Linked DNA regions of Mus musculus: region 1 is linked to region 2. The links are chromatin contacts, called in public promoter capture Hi-C maps. All regions are on one chromosome and are shown on one strand. Each heading gives the region's core, a stretch centred on a gene start, on an enhancer-like site or on the middle of the called end of the contact. The rest is flanking DNA. Distances are from core to core; before and after follow the strand shown.

What was found. Capture Hi-C pulls out chosen DNA fragments and counts their contacts.
Region 1: a promoter capture Hi-C map of liver shows a contact between it and region 2. The contact joins the promoter of Txk here to the promoter of Corin in region 2. A contact is called at or near these places in 2 of 39 promoter capture datasets (frontonasal cranial neural crest and hippocampal neurons), 11 of 484 Hi-C or Micro-C datasets (the Ba/F3 cell line, cerebellar granule neurons, cerebellum and 6 more), 2 of 115 datasets of contacts at active chromatin or transcription factors (T-cell acute lymphoblastic leukemia and astrocytes) and 1 of 9 other capture datasets (liver).

What each region holds. Positions count from the first base shown.
Region 1 is chr5:72,749,505-72,754,167 of GRCm38.p6, reverse strand. It overlaps Txk (TXK tyrosine kinase), which reads left to right and starts at 1,391. Exons shown (of 15, transcript NM_001122754.2): 1 at 1,391-1,489. The coding sequence starts at 1,474.
Region 2 is chr5:72,501,715-72,506,260 of GRCm38.p6, reverse strand. It overlaps Corin (corin, serine peptidase), which reads left to right and starts at 2,053. Exons shown (of 22, transcript NM_016869.3): 1 at 2,053-2,379. The coding sequence starts at 2,113.

The sequences.
Region 1 (4,663 bases), core at 142-2,641, 250 kb before region 2:
GAAATATTCTCATCATAATGTGCCATATTCCTTCCAACTCCCCACATCACAAAACCATACACACTTTTTAATCAACTCCTTCAAGCAGCTGGTGATATGCAGGCATGCCTTACTATTATTGCTAAGATAGGCCCCACCTATCTTCTCCTTTTATCTGGATGAGCTGTGAAAGGAACCAGGGTGTGCTCAGGAAAGTTACAAGAAGGTTGAGTTCCTGTGTGAACAATTTGAAATACTCTTTCTTATCACATGTAGGTCTCAGGGGGCAGGATACATGTGTGTATGTGTGCATATGTGCCTGTGTGCATATGGGGGCTAGAGTTGATGCTGTGTGTTTTCTTCGATTGCTTTCCACCTTGTGTAGTGAGGTAGAATCTCTCATTGAACTCAGAGCTGGCTGATTTGGCTGGTCTAGCTAGCCAGTTTGCCCTCAGGATCTCTTGTCTCCATCTCCCAAGCACTTGGTTTACTGGTGGGAGACCGTGCTCTCTTGTCAATTATGTAACTTTTCTGGCTCTGAACTTGGGTCCTTATACTTCAGTGTCAAACACTTTGCTCACTGAGCCATTTCCATAGCCCATACAAATGCTTCCTATGGGAAAACAGAACAAATGAAAGGGAGCGCTCACGCTGTAGACTTGTTCATCCAACCGAGGTGCCAATGGGAACCTGTCAAAGCTGAGGCTAAATCTTTTCTTTTCTCTGTCCCTGTCTTTCTGTCTCTCTGTCTCTGTCTGTCTGTCTGTCTGTCTCTCTGCCTCTCCTGTCTCTGTCTGTATCTCTGTCTGTCTCTCTGTCTCTGTCTTTCTCTCTGTCTGTCAAGGTTTCTCTATGTAACCCTGGCTGTCCTGGAACTCTATGTAGACCAGGCTGGCCTTGAACTCACTCGCCTCTGCCTCCCAGAGTGCTGGGATTAAAGACTTTTGCCACCACACCTAGCTTCAGCCAGTTTTTAAAACAGATCTTTAGATTCTCCCCTAATCCCAAACCAAGTCTTTAGAGTCAGTCCTAAATCAGAGGGCCAAACATCCTAGTTTGGATATTCATGATCCTAGAAGTCGATTTTCCCTGTACCACTATGAGCCCTCCAGTAAGTAAAATTTCTTCTTGTATGGTCCTTTATTCCAGTATCAGCACAGGGAAGACAGTTTAAGTTGACTACTATGAAGGCCCCTTTTACCGAAATTCTGTGATTTCTTCAAAGTGTTTTCTAGACACACCCACAGCGTAGGTATAAGGAAGTGCTAACACTTCAGATCTGGATACAGAGCTCTGAAGTTTCTTATGTAGGCCACTGGGTTGTCATTCACACACTCTTGAGGTTTTCAGAACAGGAAATTAGGTGGGGTAAACTTTGCCTGTGAGAAACGTCACAGGCCAACAACTATGCTTTCAGTTGAAAGATGTGTTACCGTGAGTGGAACAGAGCTGAAGAACCAAGGCTTCTGTGTATGGCCAGCAAGCAGGGTCGCCATGATCCTGTCCTCTTGTGAGTAAGATGGGCTTTACCATTTAATGTCACAGCGTGTTTATGGGTGTGTTGCCTACTGGTGACCCCTAGGAGTGGGTTTTGCTAAAACAAGGAATTTGTGAAATCCTAAAGATGATTTCTTCAGATGTAGTGACAGGATTTTGTGGCTTAGTTAAATGTCCACTGCCTCTTGATAAAATTATATACTTGAGAATTGAGAATACAGATGACAATAGCAAAAAAAAAAAAAGTTGTGTACTTAGCATGTGTGGAAATTCGGTCAGTGTGATGGGATATGTTTGTTTTTTGAATGATAATGAACTCAGAGTTGAGGGTGAAGAGATCAGACTTTTCTGGTTTAGCCTCAGCTTTGACAGGTTCCCATTGGCACCTCGGTTGGATGAACAAGTCTACAGTGTGAGCGCTCCCTTTCTGCCTCCTCCTATAGCCGTCACAAGTAAACAGTGGGCAAAGCTGGCAAGCACATCAACTAATCTGAGAGTTGCTTTGAAAGACTTCAAGACGATTTTTGGAAGCACTCCACAGTTAAGACTCAAGAGAGGCTAATTATGTATAGGGGTTTAGGAAAGGAAAAAAAAAAGACGATCTCTGATTTTAATTCTAGATGCCCTGGGAATCAAACATCAGTAGAACTTAGTCATTCTAGATTAGGCCAGAATTCTGATTTATTTTTAGCTGGCAGTAGGAAAAAACTGACCGAATTTTACATATCTCTTTAAGCCACAGCACGTTATTAGGACCTCCAGACATTGGTAGGATTTATAAAAATAATCAAATGCTATTTTTGTTGTGCCTTCCTGAATATGATTTACAGTTTGATTCACTAAGAACAAAACAAGACAATAACAACAACAACAGCAACAGCAACAAAAAGGTTTCTTGTTATCAGAAATAGGCCAAGCAGCTCAAGACAGAAAAAGATACAAAGAATTGTCACGAGTCCCCACCTCCCCAAGGGCAGAATAATGTTGAGCAGATGCAGAATATGGACTTTTAAAGGCTTTGATTGTTTCTCATGAGATCAGAACCAGGGGAAGGAAGGCCATGTGTTATGACAGGAAAGGCTCAGCTACGTGTAAGGCAAGTAGATGCAGAGGCTGTCTAGGGATGAAGTGGGAGACTACTTATCTATGGGGTCTTAGATTTCCCCGTGGCCTGGGGGGGGAGGAATGGTTTTAATGCAATGTCCCTGTACCATCCAGTGTCTGTCTGTCTGTCTGTCTGTCTGTGTCCTTCTGCCATGAGCCATAGCTAAACCACTCCATTTTCTTCTGCGTGAAATAATGAGTATTCGCCATTGACAAGGCACCACCAAGTGCCCTCCAGGGTGTTTTAAACTTAAGGATGCTTATTTGTATGCGCCAAACACATTGACTGTTCAAGGGGCTGCCATGGTGACCTGGAGTCACAGGCTGCTGGAAGGGAAGAGGAGGTAGTTGTATAGAGTGGGGTTTTGATCATAAAGGAATGATGGTGGCCTCTGAACAGGGTCCAAGACACTCCTCCAGTGAGGTTACATTTGTGAAGTGTTGGAATTGCCAGTGTGTTTGGCAGCTAAGTTACCGTGAGAGCAAACTCAGACATTTACTTAGATGGCAAGATCCCAGTACAGCAGCTAAGGATTAGAAATTTCTCCCTTTCACCTCTTCTTGAATGCTTTTAATCTATTGTTTGTGGAAAGAAAAACCATATAAAAATGTTTCATATATATACATATATATACACATATGTATGTATATATATGTGTATATGTATATATATGTGTGTGTGTGTGTGTGTGTGTGTGTGTGTGTGTGTAATCTTATGGTCCAGTTTGCCTGATACATGCCTGGGGGTTCTGCTTAAATGCAGGTTTCTAGGTTCATTATCATCATTTGATCTGAGGGTACAGTAAGAAACTTTGATTGCACTGTATTTCCAGGGCCTCTCCATTCCCAGAGTACTCTCATACCAGCCCTGCAAAGCTAATGGACCATTATTACTGTAATTAATATGAGGATAAGCCGGGTAGCTGGGATAGGCATCCTTTAGGCTGGCCTCTGGTGCTAACTACTTTCAGGTATGATCAACCCCTCATCCTAGGCATTGGACTCTTTACCTCTCTCAGATAGAGTATGTAAAAACAATGGGATGCCACCTCTGAGACTTGGTGCACAAAAGACGGAGCTCTTGTCTTTGCTGCGTCTGTGAACATGGAAGTGGTTTTCTAGCTCCAAGCCAGCAGGGTTTAACTGCAGCTTCAGTGAGCTCTGCTGAGCCGTTAGAGAACTTGAAGGGACGCTGGCTAGCCCAAGTATGGCAAACACAGCTCTGGCAGGCCTTGCTCTTCTTCTCCATTCCCTCTGCCTTTCTAAACAGTTAGATTACACCCTAAATAAACCCCTAAGGTCTATTCGCCTATTTTGGCCACTTCCTCCTCCTGAGGCTGGCCACCAAGGTCCAGCTATGAAAGTATTGAAGTCCAGCAATCAAAAGCCCCCTTTGACTCACCTAATTAACATGCCCAATTAAAATCAAACACCTCATTCTAACACTGGGATTCCCCTTTTACATTTATAAATGGCCATTTTCCTATTGGTCATGTCTGTCTCCTCTCTATCCAGAGGCAGTCCTTTGTGACACCCTTCTGGGACAAATACCTTTCCCCTCCCTCGATCCCTTCCCCTTCTCCCTCATCCTCTGTCTCCTCTTTGTCTCTTATTTGCTGTCCTTTGACCTTCTAGGCACATCTCCTTTGTGCTGAGAACTTGCTCTTAGAGTCCCTAGCCCATACTGGTCCACAGAAACAAAGCAATCATAATAATGATTGGGTGCAGGCCGAGTTTGTGCCTAGAAATAGAAAATGACTGTAGTGGGGTTGGCAGAGATGGCTCAGTAGTTAAGAGCACCAGCTGTTCTTCCAAAGGACCCTGGGTCAATTCACAGCACCCACATGGCAGTTCACAACTGTCTGTAACTCCAATTCCAGGGAATATGACACCTCACACAGACATACATGCATGCAAAAGGCCAATGTACATAAAATAAAAATTAAAAAAAGAAGAAGAAAATGTTTTTAGTGGCAAGGGCAGAGAGTGTCACAGATCCAAGGCAAATGTTTGCTCCCACTACTGTTGCTTCTGCTGGAATTAATGCTCTTTCTCACCCACAGACTGTTAGAATGAGCATAAA
Region 2 (4,546 bases), core at 804-3,303:
TCATAATTAAATTAACTTGAAAATAAGACATGTTTGTTTTCTTACAGTATTAAAAATTACAAAGTCTAAACATAGATGTTCATTCTCATTTCTTATACTGGGCTCCCAGCAGCGTAAAGTACCTCGACTACTGGTTCTGATACTCACAGCAGCTGCAGCTATTAGGAGGAGGTATTCGGAGCGTTCACCTTCTCAGTACAGTCAGCCTTAGGAACCCAACATAGAAGAGCCAGGAACACCATGAAGAATCTACTTAGCTATTTCAGGTTTATAGTTCCTGCATCATCTCCACCAGAGGGCAGAACTCTGAAATGAAAGAAACTCAACTGAGCCTTCAAGATGGGTGAACGTACACCCACTGTTCCATCACAGACTGCTTAACTCTGGCCTTCAGGGTGGAGTTGGCAAATGTGTCTCCTGGGCTCTGGGTTCTCAGATGGGGTTCCTGTGGGTGGTGGTGTGCGCTGAGGCAGTGTCTCAGTCAGAACTCAGTCACAAAATGCCACCATCTCTGGGGAGTGTCAGGTCACTGCCTACCAAATGACCTCAGCGGGTTATGCCAGTTGCCTCTCATCTCTAAGTTAAAGAGGGTATGTGCAAAATGCTTAGTGCAGAGCCCGGCATGCTGGAACACTCAGGTTTGTGAATTGTGAAACCCTTGTTAGAAATGGCATGCCTCACTGATGCTGGAATAACTTGAGGTCAAGTGTCCCTCGTCTTTAACGACACATAGATGATATTCCCACACTCCATGTCTTTTCGGAAGCAAAGTACCCATTACCACTTCCTTCCACTCGTACAAATGTGCCTTTGTCCACACAATGATACTCAAGGTCTTATTGTCTGCTTACTATATGTAGCCTTCTCTAGTGGAGATGGGCTACAGTATAACCTTGAATAATTATTGAAATTTTGAAAATTTTGATTAAAAATGCATTTAAAACTCACGTTTAAGAAAACTTAAATTTTTGTTATCCTTGGCGGTTTTTTTTTTCAATTTTCGATAAATATTTAAGAATTGTCTTGGGCTTCAATGCAACCTTTGCTTTGGAATGTCTACACTGCTTTCCTTGACGCTATTAGAATGCAGCTCCCTGTCTGATGGGCGCGAATTTGCTGGCCCCTGATTTCAGCCTGGGCAGGTTCTTGTCAGACAATCGCAGGCCCGAGTTCTCCTAGCCCATGAAGCTCAAACAGCAACGCCGTTTCCCCCCCTAAACTTGTAGCAGAAGACAGATTTGCAATTTGTGTAACACGAATAATGCCTGCCTTCGAAACCTGACATCTTTTCGAACACAACAAACTTGTCATTGGATCGCTAGTGTCTGAAGACATTCATTTTGATACTTGCCTGGCTAGAATCCTGTATGAGGGGATAGACTGTTCTAGATGTGATAATGAGAGTTCGGAAGAGAGCAGCCCTTTACACTGCTCAACAAAGTTCTGCCCTCAACAAAGCAGCAAAGGCCAAAAGCTGCTGCCCCATAGTTGAAGGGTTGGTTTGTTTGTTTTTTCCCTGGTGTGGAGGATGGGGGCAGTAGACTCTTGGCTCTCCATCTGCCATAGAAAAATAACTTTTTTGAAGGCTGGGGTGGGTATGGAGGAACTGTCTCATTAAGGGTTATGGGTAGGACCCAGAGACGTGAGTGAAGGGAGGGAGTGGTCTGCGGGTGGGGTCTGCCCAGCAGACAAAATATGGGGCTCCAATCCCCTGAGTATAACTTCACTCCGAGTGAGGAGAAAGACACCCGTAGTGCCTCTCCTCGAGATCCATAGAGCAGAGAAAAGCGACCGAGATAAGAGTGGACAGAGGAGAAAGATATGTTCACGAAACGGCCCCCCGCCCTTGCTCCGGAGGAGTACAGCCGCCGAGCTGACGCCCCAAAGAGGGTAAGATCCACCCTCCTCGCTCCTCCAGCACACAGGTCGCGTGGCCTGAGTCCTGGTGACTTCAGAGTCAACCTTTTTTCTCCCTGTCCCTTCCTCCTTTCATCGGGTGCCACCTCCTTCCCGTCCGTAGGTCAGTGAGCACAGACTTCTCAGTGGCTCGTTCTAGTCCCCAGGCAGACGGTCCCTCACTCCTGTGGCTTGGCGTCGGAGACGCTGGCAGTCATGGGCAGGGTTTCCTTCAGCGTTCGGGTCAGCTCCGTGCGGAGAGCCCGCTGCTCTTGTCCTGGGCGATGCTACCTCTCCTGCAGAGTCCCTCCAACCACCGCCCTCCGTGCACTGAACGGTCTTGGCTGCGCGGGGGTTCCGGGGGAGACTGCAGGTGGAGCCGTCGGACCCGGCCCCTTGGGGACCCGTGGCTTCCTCTCCGGGTCCAAGTTCCAGGCTCCCGGCAGCTGGAAGGATTGCTTTGGAGCCCCGCCTGCTCCAGACGTAAGCCTGCATCCCTACTGCGCGCGCCCTTGCTACTAGCTCCGTGACTAGATCCCATTTGTAGTAGCTTCTCCCACTGGGGATCAGTCAATGCCCCCGGATGGCCCTATGCCTTGGCACCGCACAACTCAGAGCTGGAAACGCCCGGGTCCCCTGCTCGCGAACTTACTCTGGGACAGGTACCCGTCCCGGGCGCACCGAGCACTGTCTGCGGTTTGCGGCGCGGGTTTGGAGCTGCTAGGGTTTGGGACGGTTTTCCTCCCGCAGTCCTGGGAAGTATTAGCCTTCCTGCCACAATCTGCAGAGAAAAAGGAAGGGCACTGCCGAGGGTCCCCCTGACCTGAGCCTCGGGAAACCCAGTCTAGGTTGCAGCCATCCTTATCTGCTGCGTCCTTAGGGTCTTGGAATCAGCTGCGCATAGGCGGGCCAGAATCAGTCAGTGTCAGCAAGGGAGAGAGGGGTAGTTAGGAAGGCATCCCGAGGCGGTGTCCTGGAAGGTTCTGCCTGAACTCAGTGCGGGACTTCTGGGCCGGAGCTCTAGAGGCGGGAGAGCAGTGGGCGCGCTTTGCGCAGCTTCCCATTTTGGGGACCGAGGTGGGGACTCAGTTTCCAGATTCTCAGGCAAGTAGTCCCAGCAATCCCCTCTCACTGAAACTTCTCAGAACTTCGTGCTGCCAAGGCTCACAGAACCAGGCTCCAAGGGTCTCTATGTCCATGTCTGTGCTTTATAGTTTATAGTTTCCATTTTTAGGATAGGAAGGAATCTACTGATGGACGCGAAAGTCCGCAAGAGAACACCAGAGAACACCAGAGTACTACCGGATAAGGGAGCCAAGCTAGGACTCACTGCTGCTTGCTGTTTCAGGGTTCATTTTGGCAGAATTTTGAAGTTAGAAGTGCTGCTAACATGTTGGCAAACCTCCCAAACAAACAACAACTAGGCTTTTGGGGGTGTGTCAGTCAGGATACTACCAACACTCATCGGTCCCCGATACCCACTAGTTTTGTATGAGATGACACTCAAAATCAGTTTCTGTAACCAGAGGCCCGGGGTTGATGTCTGCGTAGATGCTCAGCTGAGCAGTTAGGACCTGCAGACTCCTCCTGATGACGACAAGAGGTTTTATTGTATGAAGTATCTTTAGGGTGAGTGGAACTTGGAATAACTTAATCCTCAGGGATCTGTGAAGCTTTTGTGTGTGTGTGTGTGTGTGTGTGTGTGTGTGTGTGTGTGTGTGTGCGGGCGCGGGGGGGGGGGGGAGGCGTTCCAGAAAGTTCCATATGGGATAGGATTGCAGTACAAATAAAAAACTAAGTTGTCCTTCCAGTGAGGTAAGAAGACAGAAGAAATGCTTTATTAATCTCTCCATGTAGATTTCAGAGAATGGGGATTTTGTTGTTGTTGTTGCTGTTGAAGACACAGAATTGACTCCTCCATAAACTTTCCGCTCAATGTTGCAGAAATCTCAGTGATAGCAGAGTGGACAGGAGGCCCCTGAGTCTGCCATATTGAAAAGACAAAAGACAGGCAGAGGGGGAGGTACCACTAACTTCAGGATTGAATAGGGAAATGAATAGGGGCAGGGGCAAGAGGGGCACACAAGTGTGTTTAGGCCCAGGGTGCTCTGGGTGATGGTCATTTTTGTTCGGGGTCTAATGCTCCAGGGAAGACATCGAGGCATGGCCTCAGTTTCCACAGAGAGGTGATTGTTCCTGTGTAGGGGATGGGTCTCATCCTGGGCTGGTCTCCCTGTGAAGCTTGCTGTTTCTGGAAGGTTTCAGCATAGCCCCTGGGGATTTTGAGGCGACACTCTGGGGAATATAGAACAGGGAATCATACAAGCTGGTGGATAGTGCCATCATGTCTGTACAGAACGGGCTTGTGCTTCAGGCTTGAAGGGGAGTAAGAGATACTGATTTATTTAGAGCCACCCCCCCCCCTGCATGTGACCATTTTCAGATAGACATTCTTTAAATAGTTGCATGTTTGTGCTCAGAGCTCAGCAGGAAGCAGACCCAACGTCTAAGGCAAAGTGAAGGTAAAAGGGTGGTGGGTTGTTGGTGTGTGTGTGTGTGTGTGTGTGTGTGTGTGTGTGTGTGTGTGTGTGTCTTAGGTATCCTCAGGCATCAACAAGGCAAGGCATCTGAGCCTTTAAAGAAAGCAGCC